Linked DNA regions of Anas platyrhynchos: region 1 is linked to region 2. A link is a contact called in public Hi-C data. All regions are on one chromosome and are shown on one strand. Each heading gives the region's core, a stretch centred on a gene start, on an enhancer-like site or on the middle of the called end of the contact. The rest is flanking DNA. Distances are from core to core; before and after follow the strand shown.

The links. A called contact is a pair of places that touch in the nucleus more often than the background predicts.
Region 1: a contact with region 2 is called in a Hi-C map of subcutaneous adipose tissue, with 4 times the contacts expected there. The contact joins two enhancer-like sites. A contact is called at or near these places in 3 of 8 Hi-C or Micro-C datasets (F1 follicle, liver and subcutaneous adipose tissue).

Annotation. Positions count from the first base shown.
Region 1 is chr2:62,837,272-62,842,335 of IASCAAS_PekinDuck_T2T, reverse strand. CARMIL1 (capping protein regulator and myosin 1 linker 1) reads right to left here. Exons shown (of 38, transcript XM_072034847.1): 35 at 700-778. Among named protein-coding and RNA genes, the nearest start is that of SCGN, 17 kb to the left of the region's middle. Within about 2 kb of position 3,230, at least 1 of the 8 cell types and tissues checked has an H3K27ac peak or open chromatin away from gene starts, as enhancers often do.
Region 2 is chr2:62,656,544-62,661,833 of IASCAAS_PekinDuck_T2T, reverse strand. All of the region lies in intron 1 of LOC140001897 (a long non-coding RNA gene), which reads right to left. Among named protein-coding and RNA genes, the nearest start is that of CARMIL1, 10 kb to the left of the region's middle. Within about 2 kb of position 2,398, at least 5 of the 8 cell types and tissues checked have an H3K27ac peak or open chromatin away from gene starts, as enhancers often do.

The sequences.
Region 1 (5,064 bases), core at 1,981-4,480, 180 kb before region 2:
AAAGAAAGCACTGCCATTCCAGGGCCCAGCACTACAGCCTGACAAGAGCCCTCAGCCAGTACACAGCAGGCCTAGCTGGAGAGTGATTCAGTGCTGTAAGTACCAAGTTTATTTAAGTATTTTCTGCATGCAGGCAGCATCCCTGGGCCTCCACAGCTTTGCAGACAGCCCTGATTTTGCTCAAGCCATTTAAAGCCTGGGAAAAGCCAACCTCCATTGCCTGTGAGATGTGTTTTCTGATAACCAGAAGCTGGGACTACTCAAGCTGGTACCCACACTGACTACTATTAACCTTGCAAACTGGTTGTACTGAGGTCTTCAGATGTATTCAGGAGTTTCACTTTGTGTGCAGATATTTTTGCTGGCTCCTGGGTTCAGCTCTAGCTTTGCCAATTCTGTTACAAATCACGACCCATTAGAAGGAGCCTGAGGCACATACACCGACTCCTTTCCCTCCTTTGCAGCATGAAGCACAGGAGTAAAACAACCAGCCATCAACACAGCTCTCGAGCTGACTTGACAAGCAGCACTGTCAAACACAGTACAAAAGCAAGCTTGTTTTTAATCTTGTTCACTTAGCGTAAGTTCGTGTTTTGCTTAAGCAATTGTTAGGTACATAATTCGAGGAGGAAGGAGTGATTTTGAACTTTTGTTTTTTTTTTTCCAGAAAGAGTTTATACCAGGAAACCCAGACTGTACCTGTACCGCTTCCATCCAACCGTTCTGAGCTCATCGCTGTGTCAGAAGACTCCCTGGAAGCTGTGTCATTTCCAAGTTTCTGAAAGAATGATAAAAGGTCTCATGTTAATAATAGATCTATGATTAATACAACTTGGTGGTTCTGTTAGAAAAAAAGCACTGATTTGGAAACCCTAAGGCAAAAAAAAACACTGTGCAAGTACTGACGCTGAATGCACTTCCTTGTTTATTCTCCATGTCCTGGAAATCCAAGTGGAAAATAAATTACACTGAATTGATCACTAGCATTGATGCCTAGCAAAACTGCAGTGACACATTGCCTCCTAAGTGACAGGTCTACTAATGTACAGGAATTGAAACTAATAAAGTCTTTTCTCCAAAGACAGCTTCATATTTAAACATTTTTCATTTAGATTTAAAAGGAAAAGTATTTTTTCCAAAGATCTGCATTTTGAATGTAAGACTGCTATGGATGGACCTTATGCTCTTCCACGTACAAAAATAACTTTGTATTTTAGATAAGCTTACAACTCCAGAAGTAGCAGCACTCATGTATTTACAGGATTGTTTTAAAAACAAATAGATCTTATTATTAAAAAGTGTTTAAAGTGACACATCACAAAGGCTGCTGGATTTTCACCACCTCTAAAAAAAGGGAGAGTTCTTGTCCTTTGGAGCTTACGACCCAAAGGTATCCTATTTGTAGGTAAAAATTGGACAACAGAAAGGCAGGAAGGAAGAGAACAGTCACAGTAGCAGGAGCACAGATTTAGACTGAAATAGTATTGTAAGTATAAACATAAAGGAGTGATGTCTAAATATGCTGTCCATGTGTCTTTCCCCTGTGGTGGTAATTCAGCAAATTTAGGAGAAGCAGATTTTGGGGGGTGATAGAGAAAACAGCATGGTTGGCCTTACAGATTTATGGATACCTCCATTTTGCTCATATATAATCACACAGCTCCTAAAACAAAGCGACTCTTTAATGCAACAAAGAAAAGGATGGAGGTGCTGAATGCCTGCAATTCCTGTATAGGATGTGTCTGTCTTCCTATCTCTCCTCTAAGGATAGGTGCATGCTTAAATGGCACACTGCATTAAGGAGGATGCAATTAGAATCAAAATAAAACTTCCTGTCCTGTAAAATTACCTTGACACCATGCAGCAATCCAGTCTAAGGGATTGTACTACAGGTTTTAAGTATGAAGTCATCTGTATGTTAAAAACCACATGTAAGCAAAACAAATTGTTTTCCCATCAGAAGCACTCTAGAAACACGATGACTTGAAGAGCTAGAGTTGTAAGCTACATTGCCTGTATCAACAAAACAAAGTCCCATCCAAATCTAGCAGGAATGTTATGCTTTGTACCACTAGGTGAGAGCTCCAGGTTTATTTTTATTCCCATTTCTTGTCTGTCAATGGCATTTTGGCTCAATTCTCACCTCTCTACCTCCTAAAATTAGGTATTTCTTTGTAAGACAATCTTGGCTACATATTTTTGAAGGGAATGCCACTCTCCATTTACTGGATCTTTTTCCCATACCTTAGCAAACGAACTCTTTGACAACTGAATTACTAACAATTTTTTCATGGAATATGAATTCTCATGAACTTTCACCAAAATGATTTTTCTAGGTACATATTGAAGATATATGCTAAAGGTTTAGCTACAGTAAGTGACTTTAAGAGAGCTTTAGGACAATATGAAAACTATTTTTTCTATAACTTCCCTCTCTAGTTTTGGGATTGCTGGGGAAATACTACCACATACAGAGACAAACACAAAAGCCAGTGCTGGCATTTAATGCAGTACTTTAAAAATGCAATGTCAGCATGTTTGGCTAACTAGTGTACACACATTACAAACTGCTTACAGTCCTGAGACAACACTAAGCACTGACTGCAAAAATATACCCTGAGAAGCTCTCAGTCATGTCAGATAAATGCAGGGAAATTTATCATGCAGATAAATAGTGACCAGGCTCTACTTTTATATGGAACTTTTTATATGTGCAGGATTGGGAAATACTTCTGTTGGGTGCAACAGCAAGTGAATAAGCAGGTTACAAATGAGCTTGTCTGCTCCTAGGTCTTGCTCAAGGTATTTAAAAATGCAGCCTGTAAACACTAGATGGGGCTAAAAGATCTTTTTAGGCATGCCTAGCAGTTACACTAATTGCACATATTTATCTCCACCATTAATGCCAATTCTCACGTTGTATTCTAAGCAAAAGAAAACAAAAAAGCATTTACCATCTTTCCATCTACTGTGCACCTGCTCATCACTTGTATCTGTAACAAGATTGCAGGAGGGTATGAATGGAATAGTAAATTCCTTCTGGCTTTGTTTTCACGTAAAAGTACTCAGAATATAAGCAGCCATCTGTACCTTAAAGGAAAATACAATTTTCTGTGACTCTAGAATTCTGATAAATTTGAAGATATTAGGGAAGTTGGTGTCATATCCATCCTAAGCAATTTCACAGTAGTGGGATGCTTTCTTCTGCAGCTCAACCATCAGGATACTGTATGATTTGCAGCTTCAGGAATGTCATAAATGGAAGTGCAAAACTAAACCGGCTGCTGTTGCAATCTAGGATGAAGTACGTGAAAAATTCTTTTGAACAGCAGTTCAATTTTCTGTGGTGGGGGCAACATTAAGAAATAGCTAGTCACTACCCTGCCATGTAGAGATTCCTATTTCAATTCAGCTTTCTTGTTATTATTAAAAACAAAATAAATTAAAAAAAAAAACAAACACAACCCCAAATGACCTACTTTTGCATTTTTATAAATATCAACTTTTGCAAAACAGAATAAAAATAAATAAAACCTCAAAGGGTGAAAAACATAATACTGGGAAAAGGTAACAGTCTTCCTTTTGGATAGCTGAAATTCAGGTTTTCAATCAATGCTGTGAAAGCTAATCAATGGAAGCAGACTTTTACTCTCTCCACTTTCAAAAAAAAAAAAAAAAGTATGCCTGCTAACAGTCTACCTCAAACACATCACCCCAGATGGGACTAAATTTAGAGGACAAGTGTTAAGAAATTGAAGAGCACCAAGTAAACCATTTATGCAATTATATAAATATATATATATATATTATCTGGTGTAAGCCAGTGTTTTATGCAGACTGTAACAGTCTTATTTACAATCATCTAGCATTTTACTTGAAAACTTGGTGTCTTAGAAATCAATGAGACTATTCATGGGCACTACTTGGCACCAATCAGAAAGGTGGGAATAGGTCATTTCCTTAGAAAAATCGTTTTTGTGCAGAGGATCACTTTAACGAGCACATAGCTTATTAGCCATATGCTGAGGTCTTCTTATTAAGACCTCAGGGTTTGCAGCAATAGTTCAGACATGACAGCAAGTACTCTAAGAGTGAGAAGAGATGTAAAAATAACATTTGAGTGTCTTGCTCAGATCCAGTTAGGTAACTGTGCAGAATTTTAAAGGAAAACATGGCAAAGCTTGCAGATGAGTTTTGCCATGAAGTGACGTCTTCCAAATTGTTGAGGGTAAATGGTGAGGAATGGACAGCATGCCAGAGAGGAAGAGAGAAGGAGGAAATCACTGATCCTTTGGTAACTTTAGGACATGAGAACTGCAGCTGGGAGGAAACAGGGTCTGACAGTGGTAAGGTCAATGGGAAATGGGCATCAGGCAAAATATTTTGGCACAAAAAGCTTTGGAGTTACACGAGGATATTACAACATGAGGATAACATGAAGATTGTGGAGAATAGGTCGTGTATTTTTTTAAATGTGTTATTGTTTTGAGTGTTAGTACTTGAAACACAGAAAACCAAGGTATAAGAATAATTAGGTGTGGTACAAAAGGACATAAAATTAAGAAATGTAACAAAAAAAAAACCATGAGCTGAATAGCTATAAACAGTGTCTGGAAACCAGATTTACTTCACCGCATGGGATATGTAATTTAAAATATGACACATCTCTCCAACTTGCTACATCACCTTCCAAAAGAGAAGTGTGTAGTTAACTCTGCCAAACACCTGAGGGTACAGTGTGCAGGGCACCACAGTAAACACTTGTTTCTGGCTTTATGCTAAGCATGCTTCCATTACATTTGAGCAAACCACACATCATATAGAGTGCAGACATCCAAACTGTGCTCACTAGTTGCTCCCAAATTACTCTGTAATATGTGCAAACAGTTACGTGTCCTCTACTGTGCTTGTGGTGGCCTGACATCAAGTGCAAGAGCTGGCTTTGCCTCCTCTGCACAAGGAGAAAAAGTGCAGGCTTAAGGGCATGTCTTCTCCTGTGTGCTGCCTGGTCCATTCATGTTCAACCACCCCAGCCAGCACTGAACAGTCCTCCTTCAAGAGCTC
Region 2 (5,290 bases), core at 1,149-3,648:
ATTCGCAATTTGCTATCTGCACTTTTCAGTCAGTGACATAGGTCAAATCATGTCATTTCTGCTCCCCCTCTGGACGATTTGCATAATAAAGCAGCACAACAAGGACAGCGTATTTCACAATCAGCCTGAAGTTTGCTTTTAGCATACGAGCACCAGTTCTAATCAAGTTCAAGTGCTCAAATGATCTCTGAAAACAATTATGGAATGGTTACTCCCATGGTGGACTCAAAACCTGCTCATGGATTTGATTAGAGATTTTTGGAAGCATTTTCCCCTGTCACCAGCCTTGGCTGTCATTTCCTCTAACGCAGTTTCTCAAAGCACAAATGTATTGGTTTATTATGATTATGTACTGTAAAACAAAACAGCATTGAGGATGACTTTGGGTATTTATTTTTTTTTCTTCTTCATTTCTACAGAAAGAACGTAGCAGATTTTAGCAGCCTTCAGTCCACTCCAAGTGGCTAATTTACTGTTCAGAACAGGTTTTTATTACCCTTTCTTCCTTCCCTGCCTCACTGCACAAGTGCTCTCCTCCTTTTTTTTTTTTTTTTCCCCTTCTTCTCCAACTTGTTTCTTTTGGTTCCTTTCGCTGTGTATTATCTGCTGCTGGCAGTAATCTTAGCTCTTCAAGTGACAGCAAAATTATGAGGTGCTCAGTACGAGATGACAATTTTCTTCCCCTCATTCTAATTCATTTGCAGCCCCATCAAGGAATCAGCGTCATCTTTTCAGCGCGTTAACAGCTCTCTGCTGATAGAAAGCATTAGCTCCACATTCTTCAGCAAGAGGTCAAAAGCGAGTTTTGTTTTGTAACAACCCATTAAATTTTGTGCTTTGGAAAATTCCATTGCTCCCCTATGTCAAATACCTAGGCTGTTACTTCAGTTAACACGCAGCAGAAGAGGAGTTCGCTGGGAGATACTGAATGAGTCAGGCAGCAGAGAGTATTTCCTAGAGAGGATTGTGGTTTACCACTGTCCATGACCAGTTTATTATTATTTAGCCTACTCTTAAGAAAGCCTCTTGGTTTCTGTGCACACAGAGGCTCCTGAGATCATTTTATTACCTTAAACAAAAGCAATAGCTAGATGTTCCTGTAGCTTTCTACAAAGAAGTAGCTTCCTTGTAGGACACCTGGGTCACTGTTACACACACTCTCATTTACAATCAGCATGACAGAAGCCTAAAATCTTTGTCATACTACCTCCATTAGATTATTTAGTGTGTTTCTGATGGGTATACAGGCAGATTACAGATCTGACTGTAAGCATGTGGCAGATTGAGGGGTCCATAGGAAACGAGGAGCCATGCTGGCTGCCACCAAGGTCCCCAGGCATTGGAGCGGAGCTGTGCTGACCTGCTCCATTCAAGGCAGCACGAAGGAAGCAGCAGTGCTGCTCCGTGTACTGCAAGCAGACAGATGGTCCCCTGTTTTTCCTACCACTCTTTCAACTGCAGCACATTGAAACACAAAGGGTAAAGCTTGCAATAACTCAAAAGCAAAATCTGGAGAGTGACAGCTGGAAACAATCTTCTTAAAAATAGCCCAAACAGTAAGCTGGCGGTACAATATACATACTGCAATACTTGCACACGGGGCTGGAAGGAAGCAGAGGTAGCATACTGTGGTTTTGGCTGAAAATAAAAGTTGAGAAGCTAATTCAGCATTCAGCTCGGCACAGTCAGGGCCGTGGTGGAAAAACCAGCAGGGCACCTGGGCTCTGCAGCAGTGATAGCAGGATGCCCGAAGGACAGGATTTGGAAAAGAGAAACCTGTTTTTTTTTTTGTTTGTTTGTTTGTTTTTGTGGGAAAAGGTGGGCTGTTTATTATAGACTGAGACAGTTCAGATATCAGGGAAAGAAAGAAAAAAAAAAAAAAATATATATATATAATTTGAAAACATTGAGATGCAGCATTCTTCTACCCCAGCTGCAAACAGAGTGGCCACAAGACCAATACGGCTTCCTCCCAACCCAGTGGAGCAGCCAGACCTGTCCGAGGGCAGTGCTGTAGGCATGTTCCCCAGCAAGCTAGCAGCTCCACCAGCCTGTACTTTATTGCTGCTGCTCTGGGAGTAGCTGTAGCTATTTTCAGTTCTGCATCAGATGGCATCTGAAATTAATGTTGTTTAATAAGCAGCAAAATGAGCGTTGTCAGCATGTCAGTGTGAACACAGACACACGTAGACCTTTAGCAGATCTTAGTTGTGCTTTACCTACACATAGAGGCACTCTTCAGATTTTATCCTATGTCTGTCCTGATCTGATTTATTTATACAACCCTGATTCAACAAAAAGAGGGGAAAAACGGCCACAGACACAAAGGATTCACTCCTCCTCACTCTTCCCAGTTGCACACACCCAACCGACTCATTTCCTTTCTCAGCAAAGGAATTGGGCCCTTGTGATGCAGTGTTTCCATAACAAGGAAAAGTTTTGTTCAGCCACAAAACCTTCGCCTCAGTGTTGGAGAAAGTGTGCCAGATGTCCTTGCCACATGCAGGAAGGAGAATCGCTCAGGGACTAGTGCACAACACACGAGTTAGCTTGAGGAGATGCAACACGCTAGAGCATTTAATGCAATATATGCCACAGCTTTTAATGCAATGAATTCAGTATGTAATGGGCCTGCTGAGCTGTGAGGCAGCAAGAGACACTCAACCCTTCAAGCACAGACACTGTAGCCAGATAGGGGAAGAGGGAAATGTGAGGGGCTGGAAGTAGCCTGGTGAAGCCCTCTGCATTCACTGTAATGTTTACGCAAATTAACCCAGCAGCTTTTTGCTTCATCAGATTAAGGAGCCTCCTTGCTTTTACCAAGGACACTAAATTATATATTTTTTTCCCTCATTCCCTTTGAAGTCCCATCTAGTTGTTATTATTTCCCTTGCTGAACTGCAGCTCTGTGCTCCCCAGAGACCCTTCAGAGTTTGCAGTGTTTACCATCTAGTGATGATTTCCACATGAAACACGCTTGGGTTCAAGGAGAAAGTGTTTTTCTTGAGCTGCCAACTCAGCCCAGTCTCCAGCAGTTGAGCTGGATTTCTTCCACCTTATGCATCATCACTGGCAATCAAGGGACCTGCGGGCAAGCTCCAGATCCTGGTTGCACAGCCATCAGCTGATGCTCTCAGCAAAGGGACTATTTTGCAGTGGACTGGACAAGAAAAGTTTTCTTCCCTTTCAGTTTTTTGCCAACCCAGGAAAGAGTCCTCAGAGAGACAAAAATGCCTCCCTAGTCCCCAGAAAACAACGTGACACCATAGAGTGTAAATTCATGCATATTCGCACACTACTCAACACTTACTCAGAGTCAAAAAAATATAGCAGAATAGAAACAAGCAGTTGAAACCAACACTAAAACGCACGTGGAGTGTAATGTGTATTTTCCCTCTTGGGCAAATCAGTGCTGTACTCCCATGCTAGTACTTAGGGTGAACACGTGCATGCAGGACTGCTACTCAGAGCAAATGATGCTCACCACATGAACCTGCAGGGAATACAGTGTCCATTAGCTATGGTAGAATTGAAAAATATCTTTGATATATTTCAGTTGCTCCTTTAGGATTTCTGAAGACAAAATGCTGTATAAACAGCATCAGTTGGCAAAAGGCTATTTCGTTATTAAAGCACTGTTGAAAACCTGGCTATGAGACATTTAGATGGTGCCAAACTTTTTAAAGGCCTTCCTGTCCCATTTATTTTTTCCTCACTGTTTTGTTCTGTGATTTGTTATTCAGAAGTGTTAGGTGTTTCTGGACATGTCTCTAAAGTTCTCATTTTTTCTGATATTTTTCACGTTTGTTAAATATAAATATGTTCAGGAGAGTACAGCTACTTAATATCTCATTGTAAAAATATAACAACAGAATTGAGTTTTGATTTAATCTATTTATTAGCTAAGTAGGTGCAGCTGCTCATTGAATATTACAAAGCATACATGAGATGTCCTTACAAGATGAAGGGAGATTTTGCAGCTGAGGGCTATATTCATCCTTTCAATCTACTGCCTTTTCATTTTCTATTTCCTCAATTGCCATTGCTCCTGGAAGAGCTTAAAACTTGCTACAGTTCTACTTCAGAGAAATGTACCAGCCATTAGTTCTTCTTGTGAGTAAGGATTGACACCTTGTGGCCAGAAAGTGTTAGAGAAAAAATAATCCTATTACATTTTGATCATCCAGCCATTCTTTCCCTGTAGACCAAGGTTTTCTTTAACCATTGTTTATTTAGGTTTTAAAGAGTCACAGAAATATCAGACTAAGGTGGCTTTGTGCTCTTTCCTGAGTGTTTTTATATGGTTAAGTATGATTGAACTTCCTTTCTTCCAGGGAGAGAAAAACCTTTGGACCATTTGCTTCTCCAGCAGCTAGATAGGGGATTTCTGTTCCAGCCAGACTCAAGGGTCATCTCACCAGGAGATTTGCACCCAGTCCTTTGAAGGATATTTTTACTCCACTGAAAATATTTTCAAGATGTGGGCAAGCACACCTGGTGTGATCTCAGACTGGAAATTGCTGAGACTGTCAGCCATGGGTCCCCCCTGCCCATTTGAGACCAGGTTTCAGGCTGGAAAGTAAAAGAAATGAACCATAATCAGGGGACAGGATGTGTTACTGCTGATTCAGGATTTTGTTTCTGCTTTTGATATTAAAATTCCATATAAAATTTGTGATTCTGTTACAATCTCTGGCTTCTTAATTGCCATATTAGAAATAAGTAAAATGGGACTCTGCAATCTATTTCGTTCGAGGAACTGGAAAATGTAACAGGCTTAAAACACCTCTCACTGATCCCAGCATTTCCTCCTATGTGGAGATGTGCTTTTAATCATTTAAATTACACTAATTTCCAGGAACGCCATGTGTTGAAACCCATTCCAACCTCTATTTTTCTGATTCTCTGAGTTATGGGTATCCCAGAAATCACTGTAAGATGTCAAATCAATCCTCAATACAGAAATGTTTTCAGAAAGCCATGATCAGGGCCTTTGCTTTGAAGTGAAGCTCTAGCCTAACTCAGTTTATTTATGACATATTTATAACAGTTTATTTATATTTTGCAGCCCTGGTCCTTCATGGTCTAAAATCCACAGCTTCACCAGAAATACAGGATGTAACAAATATTTAGGATATAATTTTCAAGTTTCAGCTTTGAAACATTAAAATATCAGAATCTTAGAAGAAAGTGAAGGAATCTTTGGCCTATGTGATTGAGGAAAAGTATTTTTGAAAGATGACTTTACATACTTTTATTTTATTATTATTATTATTATTTGCATTTTACA